2 separate regions of the Mus musculus genome follow, and region 2 is linked to region 1. A link is a contact called in public HiChIP or PLAC-seq data. All regions are on one chromosome and are shown on one strand. The core of a region is the stretch at or near the end of the contact, and the rest is flanking DNA. Distances in the headings are between cores, read along the strand shown.

What was found. HiChIP or PLAC-seq counts read pairs in DNA pulled down with a chosen protein or histone mark.
Region 2: an H3K4me3 HiChIP or PLAC-seq map of the SCID.adh cell line shows a contact between it and region 1, with 13 read pairs. The contact joins the enhancer-like site here to the promoter of Ubp1 in region 1. A contact is called at or near these places in 1 of 39 promoter capture datasets (erythroid cells), 5 of 484 Hi-C or Micro-C datasets (the G1E-ER4 cell line, embryonic stem cells, erythroblasts and 2 more), 3 of 115 datasets of contacts at active chromatin or transcription factors (the SCID.adh cell line, embryonic stem cells and kidney) and 2 of 9 other capture datasets (adipose tissue and pancreatic islet).

Annotation. Positions count from the first base shown.
Region 1 is chr9:113,927,285-113,934,993 of GRCm38.p6, reverse strand. It overlaps Ubp1 (upstream binding protein 1), which reads right to left and starts at 3,682. Exons shown (of 16, transcript NM_001372510.1): 1 at 3,228-3,682. The coding sequence starts at 3,340. It overlaps Gm39439 (a long non-coding RNA gene), which reads left to right and starts at 4,068. Exons shown (of 4, transcript XR_003948257.1): 1 at 4,068-4,267.
Region 2 is chr9:113,979,757-113,987,465 of GRCm38.p6, reverse strand. It overlaps Fbxl2 (F-box and leucine-rich repeat protein 2), which reads left to right. Exons shown (of 15, transcript NM_178624.6): 10 at 930-1,060; 11 at 2,133-2,193; 12 at 2,881-2,925; 13 at 3,425-3,481. Among named protein-coding and RNA genes, the nearest start is that of Fbxl2, 43 kb to the left of the region's middle. Within about 2 kb of position 3,990, at least 23 of the 459 cell types and tissues checked have an H3K27ac peak or open chromatin away from gene starts, as enhancers often do. A contact at or near this core is called in the G1E-ER4 cell line, the SCID.adh cell line and olfactory sensory neurons, where this site is marked.

The DNA of each region.
Region 1 (7,709 bases), core at 2,433-4,932:
GCCCAGTTTTAGGCAGCGCTAGGGATTGAACCCAGGGCTTCATGCATCTAGTCAAGGACTCTATCAATTCAACTACACCCCCAGCTTAAATGTTGTAATAAAAAGATTAAGATTTATATATGACTTGGTTCATTTCAAAGGGAATCTGAACAAGATAGACTATATCAGCAAAATGAGAACCAGACCCTCTCCCCCCAGAAAAGGCAAAGCAAAGGGAGTGTCCGAGAGTAGCCTAAGCACAGTTCCAACACCCCAGCCTAAAGTATTTAATAAAACATGTATAATGCCATACATAAAAAGAAAAGCAATGCTCCAATTCTTTCAAGTTACTGTCCACAAAAGCTAAACAAAGTACCCCTAGAACACAAGTTTTAAAAATAAAAATTGCAGTATTTGGAAGGCAGAAGCAGATCTCAAATTTGAGGCCAGCCTGGGCTATACTGTAAGCTCCAAGACAGCCTAAAAAAAGTCTAAAAAAAGTCACAAAGGCAGAAGATATGGCTAAATTGGTAGCATGCTTAACTAGCTACTATACACAACACCTGGATTCAATCCCAGCACCACACAGACCAGAGGGTAGTTCACACCTATAATCCAAGCACTCTGGAGGTGGAGGCAAGAGGATCATAAGTTATCCTCTGATATTTGGACTAAATGAGACCCTTTCTCAAGAAAGAAAGAAAAGAAAGAAAAGAAAGAAAAGAAAGAAAAGAAAGAAAAGGAAGGAAGGAAGGAAGGAAGGAAGGAAGGAAGGAAGGAAGGAAAAGAAAATGGTGCTTTATTCCTATAAATTCCTATAACCTCAGCACTCAGGATTTATTCAAGGAAGCCCAGGCTAGCTACATAGTAAATTCCAGGATAGCCTGGACTGCATAGTGAGGCCTTATCTAAAAAAATAAAGGAAAAAAAGGAAAAGGAAAGGAAAGAAAGGAAGGAAGAAAGAAAATACCTTACCTAGTACATTCAAGGCCTTGGGTTTAATTCCCAAAGCCCTGAGGTTAGAGACAGAATAAATTCTATTTTAAGAAATATCCAAAGACAGCAAATACAGTATAAAGAACACTAGAAAGCAGCTTGCACTTAATTAAAAATACAATTAGCACAAACATGCCTTCTGCATGCATGTGGTAAGAGGACAACTTGCAGAAGTCAGTCCTCTTTCTACCATGTGTTCCTGGGGCTAGAACTCATGTTGGCAAGATGTCAGCATATGACTTTACCTGCTGAGCCATCTCTGCAGCCCACCAAACCAAAACTTTATCCAGATTTCTCCAAGAAGCTCAAGTATACTTCCTGATCTGTATGTGTCTATATGACGGTCAAAATATGTACCCAGGTTTGACTCAAACTCAGGTCACCTTACTGCCTCAGCCTTCCAAGTGCTGAAATTACAGATGTGAGCTCCACATCAGGCTTACTTCTTGAGCTTCACAGGTGAGAACAAATAACAAAAAGATAAGTTTGCTTCCTAATACCTTCTCAGAAGCAGCAGTCTGCTCTGGGGGACAGGGTTACGGGGGAGGCCTGCAGAAGCGAAGCCTCATGCCCCTAGGAGGGTCTACTTGTCAGTTCAATTTCACAGTAGTTTATACTTGAAATTTTCAAATCAAAGGTCTTGAAAGGCACAAGAGGCAAACTCCTCTTGATTTCTCATGACCCAATTAATTTATAAACAAATAAACAAGTCCCCTCAAAAACTGACACTTTCTGAGACTCTAGAAATTTTATATGAAAGGACATAGCCAAAAACACTGAAAAGGTTTTCCTGAGTGGAGTATCATAGATGAGAACCACAAAGATGCCAGCATGCCTTAAAGATTATTATTAAGAGAAGGCTGCCACCAAGAATTGACTTCCTTTTCAGAGAAATAACCCCCCAAACACAAGTTAGCCAAGCACAAGTTCACAGAAGATCCTAGAAAAAAGCCAAGTTCTAAAACCTACCAATAAGCAAGCTGTTCAGCAGCCCCATCTGACTGAGAACTTGAAGCAAGGAGACCAGGCTGGGCTCCGCTCCTGTGCTCTCCAGTGGACAAGGACACGCACTAAAGGAAGACTTCCAGAAGAGCCTACTCTCCAGTCCTCTCTAGATGATCCCTAGACTTTCGGTAGCTCAATTTCCTCAACAACCAAGAGTTGGTCTAGCAAACAATCCGCCTCATCCGAAGCCCTCAAGTTACACAACTGAGAGAAAGAAGGTGCCAAGTTTAGGGAGGCAAGCAAAGACCAAGTCAGGGTCAGATGCATGCGAGCGGCTTAATTCTTAGTTTAGTATGTTTTCCACCGCTTCTTTCCACGGGCCAAGAAACCTCCCGACCCGCCAGAGTCAAGGCTAATTGCTTCAGGGATGAGGCTGGACTTGTGCAGACCAGCTCTGACCCAGGGCATTTCTCTTAGGGTATTAACAATGCTTCTGACCTCCCCTGGGCGGCAGGAAAGGTAGGAGAGCCCCAGGGAGCCCACATCGCACACTTTACACAACCAACCATACTGCTGAAAACTAAGTACTACACTTAATTCACACGTTTCAAAAACCACTCCGTTTTTTACCTCCTTGGGTAAACCATACCCTACACAAGCCATATTCCAACATCGAAACAAAGGGCTGCCGAGCCACCAAGAACTCTTCAACTCTTTCGGGATAAGTAAGGGGCAGACACACTTGGCTCCTATCTGTTTCCGCCTCTCCCAATTACACAAAAAGGAACAGCTGCTGGTGCAGACAGCAGTGACTAAACTATTGTGTGTGGCACAATCTTAAAGCCCTCTGCAAAAGGAAACAGCCTGAGGGGAGTCACTTTGAGAATGAAGAAACCTAGCAAGGGCCCAACTTCACTCTCAATCAGGAGACTATACAAGCAAGTCACTGCGCTCGCCAACCCTCAGGGCTACTTTCACTCACAATATAACTTACTATCAGAATGTCAAGCGGCTGAAAGTCGCAGGCCACGCTACCAGGCACCGTAGGAAAAGCTACAGTTTTCCCATTAGAAACAGTGCCTTTTGTACAGCCTACTCCAGCTAAAAGGACTCGTAAATCACTTGGAAAGAAAGTCCCTGCCCCTCTGACCCAATCTCAACGGCTAGCGCGGCTTCCCCAGGCAGAAGCGACGGGGTCCTCCGCCGCTAGCCGCCCCCGTCGGCCTCCCAGGCCACGGCGCCACGCGGCAGGACCCCGACCCCGCGGCCCAGGCCCCGCCCGGCGGAGGCAGCCGCGCGCCCCTTACCTCATGCTGTAGGCGCCGGCGCCCAGCTCCTGCCCGATGCCGGACAGGCTGGAGTCGAAGTCGTGCACCAGCCCGGACTCGATCACCTCGTCCATACTGAGCACCCAGGCCATCTTCCGGCCTCGCCGCCGCCCCGCGCAGCGCGGCCTCCGGGTCCGGGGCGAAGGCGCCCGAGCTCCGCGGGCGCGTCCTGAGGGAGGACGCGGGTGAAGCCTCCGGCGGCGCGGCGAGTGGTCACCTGCGGCGGCGCGGGACGCGGCTGAGACGAGAGCGGCCGAGGCCCAGCTGTCAGGGCACAGCGTGCGGGCCAGCAGCTGCGGCGGGAGCGACCGGGCCGCGAGCCGCGCCGCCCTCCCGCGGCCGCCGGCCCCGCGCCTCATGCCGCCGCCCGCCCCCGGCGCCGCTCCCGCGGCCGCCGCCCGCCCCGCCCCACAGCCCCAGCGCGCATCCCCCCGGCACGCCCGTCACCCGCTCCCGGGCCGCGCCCCCCCCCCCCCAGCCCTCTGCCCGCCCGCCCAGGCTCCAGCGCCCCTTCGCCCCGGCCAACCCCGCCGCCGCCGCTCCGCCGGCCCGGACGCAGCTTCGATGCGGCTCCGGCTTGGGCTCGCTCGCCGCTTCCGCCTCCTCCTCCGGCCCCGCCCCTGCGGCCGCTCCCCTCCCAGGCCCGCCCCTCGCGGCCCCGCGCCTCGCGGCGGCACTAGCGCCTGGGCCGAGCGGCGCTGCCCGGCCCCCGCGGTGTCGCGGCCTGGCGGCGGAAGAGGTGTGACCGGTTACGCTCGGCTGACTGACAGGTCTTCTGGGCAGTCACGGCGAAGCGGCCGGAATGGATTCCCGTGAGCCTCTGCGTTCCCGGCTGAGCCACCAATCAAAACGCTCTTCCCCTCCGGGACTAAATTGACTGCCATAAGTAAGAGCTCATTGGCCCGCACTGGAGGAAGTGGTTCCAGGTCCTACTTCCGTCGGTTCTGGGAAATACCCTTTCGTCGGCTTTTGCCCCCGCTCCAGAGAAAAGCGGGTACATCTCGTCTGATGTAAGCTAGGTCTGTTGTGCAGAAGATCTTGATTGGCAGGAGAATAAGCCAGTCAGCCCTCCCTAAAAGGTCCCCGCCCCTCTCAACTCAACTTTAATCCGGAGGCAGAAGCATGCTGGTCTGAGTTCGAGGTCAGCTTGGTCTACTTGGCGAGCTCCGGCTGAATCAAGGTTATATACAAGGGCTTGTCTCAAAACAAAACAAAGCAAATTTGCAGAGCCCAGAAGATCTGGTGACGCACATAGCACAAGAGTGTGTGACACCCTCGTTATTCCTTAATCATGTGCGCTAACACAAACCATGCAAATTGCTGTGAGAGTTAACGTGAAGAAAACTAGTGTTTTTCTAAAACAAAAGACAACAAACAAACCCGGGAGGTTATGGTTCAGGTAGCACGAAGACAAAACAAACAAACAAACAAACAAACAAACAAAAACCACACACACACACACAGATACCCGCAGCAAAAGACAAAGAATACACTAAGCATAGAGACTTCCTATCTATGCCCAAGTGCTCCCTTTTACTGCTTCATGGAAGTCTGTGTCTGGGTATCCCTAACAAGCTTTGAGAAGAACTGCTCCCTCCAAGCCGGCCCTCGATTATTGCTTTTTTCACATAATATTGTTTCCAAAGGATTCGGATGTGGGTCCAGCAACGTTCATTTGACAGGTTTATTATTAACTGTTGGAAATAACGGGGGAAGGGGGAGTAATTCTCTGATTCTTGGGACAAGTGTAATTGTGCTATCATTTGTCTCTTTAATCAGTTTATGCACTAGAGTACTCACACATATGTAGAAGCACAGCCTCTGAAAGCTAACATTTGCCAACATCTAAGGTCAGGGCCAGGGTGATGGGGTGTGCTCTTTGTCCCAGTGCACTGGAGGACTGGGCAGGGAAGAAATCTCTGTGAGTTTATAGAAGCCTGGTATTCACAGTTGAGCTCTAGGCCAGCCAAGACCCTGCCTTAAAACAGCAAGGACTTTCAGGTTAATTCAGCTCACAGCTCTACTGAAAGACCTGGTGACAGAAATTATTGGAACTAGATTTATTCAAGACCATACCCAAAGAAAATGACTTTTCTCTGTCAAACATTCCTCTTTGGAAACAGGTTGAAATGGTGCATGCATGTTGTCTCAGTGGGTTTCTATTGCCACAGAGAGACATGACCATGGCAACTCTTTATTTAATTTAATTTAATTTAATTTTATTGAGTGTATGGTAGAAGAATGAAAATGGGTCAAAAGGGAGGGAAGGAGGGAGAGAGGGAGAGAGGGAGGGAGGGAGATCTTTCCTATGCTGGGACGATCCATGCCTTGGGAAGGAAGGCAGCCAAATGGGTTAGTGCATAGTCCGATGTGGTACTTTATCCAAAAGACTTTGGTTCTGGCCTCCCATTTTATTCTCGAAGGGCAGTCTGGGAACCCTCTTCCTCCATGATTGTTCCCCACTGTGGATGGAGCGTGCGTGTGTGCGTGGGTTATAAAAAACAGAAAGCAGGAGGAACTGGCCGACCTCCTTATCGCTTAAGAATTTTAAGATGGCCTGGAGAGATGGCTTAGTGGTTAAGAGCACCGATTGCTCTTCTGAAGGTCCTGTCTCATGACGGTCTAAACCCAGCTCACGTTCCCTATTAGTGGGTGAACAATGACCATGGCAACTCTTATAAAGGGTTTCTCTGTGTAGTCTTGGTTGTCCTGGAACTCATTCTGTAGACCAGGCTGGCCTTGAACTCAAAGATCCACATGTGTCTGTCTCCTGAGTGCTAAGATTAAAGGCATGTCCCAGTTAAAGGAAAATATTTCACTGAGGCTAACTTACAGTTTTGGAGGTTTAGTTTGTTACATCATGTCTGTCGAGAAGCATGACAACATACAGGCAGACGTGGTGCTGCTGAAGAAGGAACTGAGAGTTCTACATCTCGATCTCAGGCAGCAGGGAGACACTGTGTACCACACTGGGTGTAGCTTGAGCAAGGAAAACCTCAAAGCCTCACATTGAGACTTCCTCCAAAAGGCCACACCTCCTAATAGTCCATTCTTTATGGAACAAGCATTTAAACACACACACACACACACACACACACTCACTCGAGAGTCTATGGGGGCTATTCTTATTCAAACCACAAGATATGTAATCCCAGCACTAGGGAGGTTAACACAGGAGAAACAATGTTCGAAGCCAACCTGAGCTACAGAAGATATATATACAGGATATATATATATAGAAAGGATTCGAGTTGAGATCATGACAGGTCAGTGATGGTTGGGACAGCTCTTTAGCCGGGACTGATTACCTATACACACCTCTCACCCTCTAGTCAACCTAAAACCTCTCTCATCACCCTTGAGGATGGAGCGGTTCACTAGAACATTTCATTTTGTCCTCTTCCCAGCATGGTCACGTGGACTGTATCTCTGTTTTTATTACTTGTCTACTTTTTTTTTGTTGTTCTTTTATTTTTTGAGATTATAATTGCATCGTCCCTCTCCTTTCCCTCCCCCCAAACGCTCCCCTATGCCCCCTCCTGCTCTCTTTCAAATTTATGACCTTTTCCATTGGTGTTGCATGCACATATGCATGTATGCAAGTACATATATATTCCTAAACAGATTAAAAAAAAAAACCCCTAAGGAGCTCAGTCTGTATAACGTTACTTGTGTGCACGTTTTCAGGTCTGACCATTTGGATGACCAGTTGCTGTGCTCTCTTCTGGGGAAGACAATTTCTCCAGCTCTCAGCATTCCTTCGTTCCCTGTAGTTCTTTGTATAGGAAGGAGGTCGTTTGGTCTTTCCTCTGTCCATGATAGCATGTCCATCAGTGCTGTCCTTGTTTAGCTGATGTTTTAACAGTCACGTTAGTGAGACACTATGGGTGTAGCTTCTGACCTTACTAGAAGACGCAATCTCATTGTCACCTCCCCCCACCCCCTCATCCTTTGGCTCTCCCAATCCCAGTCCCCTCTCCTGAAATGCTCCCTGAACCTTAGGTGCACGAGTCATCTTGTAAATGTATCCGGGACTGGGATCCAGTCCTGCATTCTGGTGGGCTGTGGTTTTCTGTCATAGTTTCTGTCTGCAAAGAGAGGTTTCCTTGATGAGGGGTGAGGACTACATTTTTTCAAGTATAAGGGCAACTATTTGGAATGTAGCTTGGCACTTTGCTGGCTTAGTAAATCGGTAGGGGTGGGTTCTCCTCAAGCTCTATGGCATCACCAGAGTGGGTAGTTGGCTACGTTTCTAGTGGAAGCCGTGATTTCTTTCTTGCATAGCATGCCTTAAGTCTGAGTTGAGAGCCACTGGTTACAAGCAAGGTATATGTGCCACAACTGTACTGTACTGAGAGCTTTTGGTTTCTTTAAAAACCAGGTTATGTTATGTTTTCTCTAATTTAATCCCAGATGTGGGATATAGGGCTACTTCAGATTTTGCACAGCCATTAACCATGA
Region 2 (7,709 bases), core at 2,741-5,240, 52 kb before region 1:
AAAGGACAGACTCTGCACTGCATGGGAGAGCACTGGCCAATGGTTAAGCTCAGGAACACGTTGTTGTCTGCAGGAACCAGTATGGGAAGCAAAGATTATTCTGCTCTCACAGCCTGATTAAATAGAACTCCAAGGAATCTATCAGTACATGCTTTTCCTTTCCTCTAGATGGTTTGGTGAAGTGTTATACGTACGTTTGTAAGCCCATACGATTTCTATGATGAGAACACAAAGCATGACTGTCTACACACCCAGCCGCATGCTAATGTGTCGTTTGACCAGGCAGTCTCAGGAGTAACTTAGTGTTCTCCATCAGTTTATAAACTGCTCCTGAACTCGGCTCTTCTGAAGACTCTCCTGGTGGAATCTTTAGCCTTGCTAATGCTAGACTATCTTACAGCTGTGCGGAACTGGAACTGCCCCTGTGTTTAGCAGTGCTGGGGCTGAATTCTGAGAGCGCCTCACGCCTGCCAGGCCGGCCCCTTCCGACGTAGTGAGCGCCGGGACTTGGTGACTTGTCGTTTGTTACTTTGATTTTGGACAGGTCTGTTTGTTTGAGACAGGGTCTCACCACATGGCCTTGGCTGTTCTAGACCAGGCACACTCCAGACTCCACCTGCCTCTGCTTCCCATGTGCTGGGGTCAAAGGAGTACACTTGGCTAGTTTTGTCTTGAGGTAGGATTTCACTTATGAAGTCCAGGATGGACTAGGACTCGAAATCCTCCTGCCCCAGCCTTCGAAGTGCTGGGAGTACAGGTGAGTGCTGCCACATGCTGCCTGCTTGTGTTTTGGTTTGGTGTCAGGGTGAAGTGCTTGTAGGCAGCAGAGAACCAGGTAGACCGCACTAGGCTCATTCCCCCAGGCTCCGTGTCCCCCAGGCTCCGTGTCCGTCAGCACTGGCCCCTGACCCCTGTGCTCTTCTCCCTAGCGCATCACTGATGATGGCGTGGTGCAGATCTGCAGGGGCTGCCACCGGCTACAGGCTCTGTGCCTCTCGGGTTGTAGCAACCTTACGGATGCATCTCTCACAGCCTTGGGCCTGAACTGCCCCAGACTACAGTGAGTATGACCCCTTTTTGCTCTTTGGCTCTGAGAGGACTAGGCTGCCAGGGGGAGCGGTTTGGTAGCCCTCAGGGTGGTAGAACCAGGAGGTATGACATCACCTATGCCCACTAGGGGCGGATGGGTGTGCAGCACAGCTGCACTCATGTAGTTTCTTGGTCTGTTTCATGTGTTTGTTCACATTTACTTCATGCTGTCACACTTTGGCTTTGGCCATTGGAGTGGTCTGGTTACATAGACTAGATGAATGTCTCTGCTAACCCTGTCAATAGATAGGCAAACTCAGAGACGGTCTGGTTGCTTGCCTGTCATCCTCCTGAATAGAAGAAGGAAGGTTGGTTCCCAAGGTAGAGCACTGCTGTCCGCTGCCCAACACTAGCCCTGCATGCACGGGAGCCTGTGCGAGTAGCCAACTCCCCATAGGCCTGTGCCACCCTGATTTAACTAAACACATCTGTGTGAGTGGACACCCATATTCAGCAGAAACTGAGGCCCAGAGGAAAGTCAGTTTGTCCTGTGTCTCAAGATGGATGACAAGGGAAACAAGAATCTGAACCTGTAGATTCCACTTCAGAACCTACGGTCTCAACACAAACTATACAAAGAGGCAGTAGAGAACATTCTATCTGTTTTTACAGTGAAACTGTTTCAGGCCTAATGAGAATTAACCCATGCCTTTCATTGCCTACACTTTAATGTCTCCTAGAGGGTGACTAGGGTGGAGCACTTGTCAGCACGTCTGGGGCGAGTTCAGTCCCCGGTACAAGATAATCACGTGGATCGCAAGAGGATTTGGCAAAAGTCCATTTTATTGGGTTCTAAAACAACAGCGTGGGGTGGGCTCCTGGTTCACTCTGGTGAGACGTTAGGACTCTGCTCCATGCCTTTGAGCCTGGTACCACTCATCTGTCCCAAGAGGCCCTGTTTGCAAGACCCAGAAGGACATGACCAGGAAGTGGCTCAGTGTGCCAGAGCAGAGCAGGCTCTCAGAACAGCCTGTGCCCCATGCAGAGTTTGTTGCTAACTAGGTGTTGTGTGTCTTTCCCCCCTGTTCATGCCCGCTCTGCAGAGTTTTGGAGGCTGCCCGGTGCTCCCATCTGACCGACGCAGGCTTTACACTGCTAGCTCGGGTAAGGAATCAAGTCTGGGACACAACTGTGCTGTAATTCAAAGTGACTCAGGGTAGATTTGGGGAATGCAAAGACACCGACACCTAGCTTCAGAGGAGATGACCACGATGACCTTTGCACTTCTGTCAGCTGGCCAGGACTCTGGGGAGATCCTGGCAGGTGTGTCCAACTTCTCGACACCACGTTGGCATTTACTGAGTTCACGTTAAGAACTGTGCAGTTGAGTTACCGGGAAATGTGGGCCACATTCAGTTACCTTGAGTACACACTGCCACAGGCAGGATGCCTTGAGTTCAGGCCTCACTGTCTTGCTTGCCAGGGAGACCCACCTTGCACAAAGCCTCTCTCCAGTGACCTCTCTGTATGGCTTCTGCTCAGCTTCCCTGGCTAGGGCAGTGCTCTCCCGCCTTCCATCCTGCCTGGGTAACCATCTGCATCCTCCTCTCCCCGCCTCCTGCAGGAGTCTGATCTATGGTGTAGGCCGGTGTGACAACTCTTTCTTGGTTGAGAGGGGATGACTGGGGTGGGTAGCCATGACCGCTGTTCAGACTGAGCTTGGCAGCCACTCTGAATTACTTGTTTGGGATGGCTGAAGGAGCAGGGCCCACTCCTCAGTGAAACAGGTGAGCTGCAGGGCTACTCTTTGTGTGCCCACATAGTAAAGTAAAGCCCCATGGACTCTTTCAGAATTGCCATGAGCTGGAGAAGATGGACCTTGAAGAATGTGTCCTGGTGAGTGGACTTCTGGCAACCCCTTAGGGGGCTGGCATTGTAGCAAGCAGAGGTTACCAGTACTACCCAGCATGGTGGTGGGGATCAGGCCCCCGTTAGGCCATTTGTAATGGGGTCTGTAAGTGTCTGGTGGTTCCACATGCAGGAGAGTACCATCCATTCCCAAGCATAAGCAGGGTTGCCTTTTATTTCACACAGAGCTTGTGAGAGGAATGAACCTGCATGTTGGGTGACAGGGTGACTACAGGAGGGTGTTCTGGGGAACTCCCCACCCACCGCTTTGATGTCTGTCCTGTCCCTAGGCTCCCTCAGGCACCAGAAGCAAGGCCAAAGAGCAGTGAGCCTCCTAGTGAGCCTAGGAGTTGACAGTGTGAGCCCCAGTGTGCTTGAATGAGGTTTTACTTTTCTTTTTGCTCCCTCTGAGTCCCACGCTCAGGAGAATCCAGGACCGGGTGTTAAGCCCTAGTGCAGGAGCCACACTGACTGTGTCTCTCTCCAGATTACCGACAGCACCCTCGTCCAGCTCTCCATCCACTGTCCCAAGCTGCAAGCCCTGGTGAGTCCGAGCTACTGGTGAGACTTCAGGCTGCCTTAGGGATGAGAGGACACACACACACACACACACACACACAGACAGCAGATGCCACGGGGTTCACTTTGTGTAAAGCCACTATCACTCTTGCTCTTAGACCTCCTTGCTGGGCTAGCCTGGGCTGTGGGGCATCTGAACATGACTTCTGTTGTAGAGAGGGAGAGAAGCTGACAGAAACTCACAGCCCCATCGATTCACATAACCTCATGTTCACCTTGTCAGGGAGATGAAAGTTCGATGTAAAAATCCCATTACCTAGGAGCAAAGATTGGGGCCACCCTATGGGCCTGCTCGTGTTCGCTTGGCCCTCTGCGTGGTGTAGGGGTCCTGTAAGGTCAGGATAGCCTTTCTTGGGGTTTCTGAACACCAGGATACCACTCTCAGTGCGGTCCCATTTTTTACACAGGCTGCTTTTAGAAATGGGAGATAAGAGTAAACTAAACTGACACCACAGTGAGTCAGGTGGTGTGAGGTGCACAGCTGTGATCTTAGCTCCTGGGAAGCTGCCACCCGAAGAGTTCAGGTGTGAGCCCAGCCTGGCTGCCATGTCGAGACCATATTTCAAAGAACAAGATCAAAAAAAAAGCTTACTTCAGAAACTAAAATGAAACCCACCAAAGATGATGAACAGAGCATCAGGCCTGCAGTGAGACTACAACTCAGGGCCGAGGAGAAGAGAAACATCACAGGCTGCTGACTCTATTCACTGCAAAGTGTCCTGAGGGCTCCCCTGGCCTGGACTGTGGGCATCAGCAATCTCACCCTGGCTCTGGAACGTGAATCTTTGTGTAAGGCATGGGTGAGCAGCATGTGGCCCCTGACCCCATGCTAGACACCCCATTAGCCCCCCCACCAGCCCAGTACACCGAGGGCAATCCAGGTGCAGGCGTCATGTGAAGTGCGTTTGCAGTATAGTGGGTCCCAAGTTTACAAGGACAGCCAACTCAGTGATTGACAGACTGGCAGTGAGTGTCTCCTCCAGCAGCCCAGTAGGGCAGATAAAAGGCAGAATGAGTGGAAAAAAGAAGTCTTTCTTCTATGCTGGAAGTGCCTTCCTTAGATAACCGGCTTCCTTGGCTGAGCAGGTGGCACACACCTTTGATCCCAGCACTCAGGGGGCAGTGGTAGTCAGATCTCGGAGTTTGAGGCCAGCCTGGTCTATACAGAGTTCCAGAACTACATAGAGACCCTGTCTTTAAAAAAAAAAAAAATCTTCCTTATACTTTCTTACCTTATCATCGACTTTCAACTAAGTGCCTAGGCACACACTTCTACTTAAATATTAAGAAGGCCAAGAGAAGATGGGGCAGCCAGCCAGGGACCTTAGGGCCATGGGATTGAATGAGTCACTGGGTGTTTTTTGCTTTATATATCCCAAGATAGGCTTAAAGGAGCTGATAACAAGGGATTCTGAGACAGGAACAAATCCCCAAGAACCTGTTGTTTCTGCTCAGAGGACCCAGGGGGAGGATGGTCTACCAAGAAGCCTTCCTGGCAGTAACTCAAAACAGAGCTATGCTTCCTGCCAGGAAAGGGTGAATGGACAGTCTTTCATCTTTGCCCAGGAGTGACAATCTGCAGGACCACCTGAGAGCACACAGGGAGCCTAGACCTAAGGCAGACCTGAGGCAGGCTGTCTGAAGGGGTCTGAACACCTACCTGTCTCACGGCGGCGAGGCAACTGCCCCATAGGCATCGGACGATCAGTATGGGGACTTGGCCATTGGATGCAGACTACGGGGCCTTACCTCACAACGCAGTACTATAGGCCTGGTGCAAGGAGATGTAATGAAGGTGTCGGAGCATTCTGGATGTAACAGAACAGTCTGGACTTATGTTTGGTGGCAGTGTGCAGATGACAAGTCCAGATTAACATGACATTTGACATTTTAAAGTGGACTTCAGAAAAATGTTCCTGGTAGAAATTATGAAGACACCATAAAAGCAACAAAGTCAGTGCTCATGAGTAGATACAGAACATAGAACTGTTCCGAAAATTAAAACCAAAAACCAGTGAACGGCCTTAAAGCAAAGTGGTCTAGTGTTGGCAAGTGAGCACAGCCTTTAGAGAACAAAGGGGGTGACTTGGGAGCAGGGACAAAAGATGTGACAGTCATAGGATCACAGTTAGAACCAAAACAGGGCTAAAAAGTCCCAAGCTGGTACCATGTTCCTGTAGGTTGAAGCTGACCAGACCTCGGGCAGATGCTCATCATGGGCCATCTTCCAACCACCAAAGCCAGTTTCCTCACGAGGATCCTTGGGCAGACACTGGCAAAGGCCCAGAATCCTCACCTCAGAATCCTGTGATGGAAATCTCCAGGAAGTGCTGGGAGGACACTGGGGTGAATTTAAAATGAATCTACTACCACAGAAAGCACGACAGTGGGTCCTCAGTGTTACAGTGCCACTGCTGAGTATGTTAAACAGAACACACAGCACCGGCACGCGGCAAGGCTGGGAGACAGACGCGCACATCCACATTAACGGTGTGATCCCACAGCAGGCAAGGGAAGAAGCTGAAGCGTCACTAGGTAAACTCGAGACTCTCCTCATGCAGAGGATGTTGTCGAGACAGAAGGGGATCCTGGCACAAGCTTCACCCGGCTGAGCAGGAGGACAGGATACCAAGTGAAGTAGGACAGTGTCGTCAGAAGAAAGCAAAATAAAGCCCAAATTAAAAGGCCATAACACGGTAGAGCACAGTGAGTGGAAAACACAAACACCAGAGCAGTATCCTAGCAACACTGGCTGCTGCTTTGGAAACAGGCCCCAGGCCAGGCTGCTAGTATCAGCAGCAATCAGCTGCCACCAGGTCTATACAGGCTGAGCGTCCTGTATCTAAAATGGGGCCAAGGTGTTGGCCTTCCAGATTGTCTCATTATATACACTTAGATAATGAAGTACTTGAGGCTAGGTCCAAAATCTAGAAACAAATTAATCTTATGCCTAACGTGCACCTTTCACAATTGCTACTGCACCGTGTTCTGACTGTGACCTGTTCTATTTGTAGTGATAATCAAAATTGTTTAGATTTGGAGAATTTCAAATTTTCACATTATGGATGCTAAACTTGTAGGAGGCACAACTACATAAATCTGACAACATGAGCGAAATGAACGTCTAACTCACTTGATATAAAATAACCCAAATAACCCTTAAGGAAGTTCCTAAATTACCCCAAATGTACATGTAGGAACATGTAGAAATGCTATAGAACTTTTGCTAACACTTAAAGAATTAACAGGGTTCTATACTGCTGGCCTTTCTGGGAAGTGTAACATCACCCAGGGATCCTGGGCTGCAAGGGGAACCCCATGAGCAGGCTCGATGGGAAGGATGTTTGCTGCCAAGTTTGGTGATCTTCATTTGATTCCTGTGACCCCAATGGTGGCCTGTCTCCTGCCACACTCTGAGCCTGACATTCTTGTCCCCCAGCCTGGGCCTCCAAGCACATTCTGTCCTTTCCTACCTGAACCCCAGCACCTGACATTATTAGCTCACGGACTGTCAAGCTCAGCCTGTCGGTCGCTCTCAGACACTGGATCTTTTCTCTTTACAGCATTTATGCTCATATGCATTTTCTATTTTCATGGGTGGGGGGCAACTGTCCAGTCTGAAGTTATTAAGTAAACTTGGCCATGTAAACTCACCCTAGTACTTCTGCAACCTTAATTACCACTTCTAAGAGGCTGGTGATATATGACCAAGGTCAGGATCTCATTGCATAGCCACAACTGAATCATGGATGTGTGTACTTTTAATGTGTGTACGTGTCTGTGCTAGGGTCCATGCATGGGACTGTGGATGCTCCTGTAGCTGGAGTTACCAGTTGTGAGCAGTATGTGCTTTTAATTTACACTTCCAACCCTGTGCATTTTAGACAAGGACAGTAAATCTACTGGCTTTACTATTGGCACCTTTACTCAAACTGGGCCATAAAACTGGTCAAGGGAGTAAACTCGGAACTGTCCCCTGAAGCATCTTTCCTTGTTTCTGGTTGGAAAGCCGTGGTCGGGGGTAGCTCTTAGAGAAAACCGCAGATTACTTCCTATGCACTAGACAGGGGAGAATGAAGCCCGGCAGGCTGTTAAGTCGGATGAGGTGTTGGTAGTCTCCGGCTCTTCCAGCCCTCCGTTTATTCATGGTGACCCTTCCCACACATGGCACTGAGTCTTCAGCGCGTGCTTTG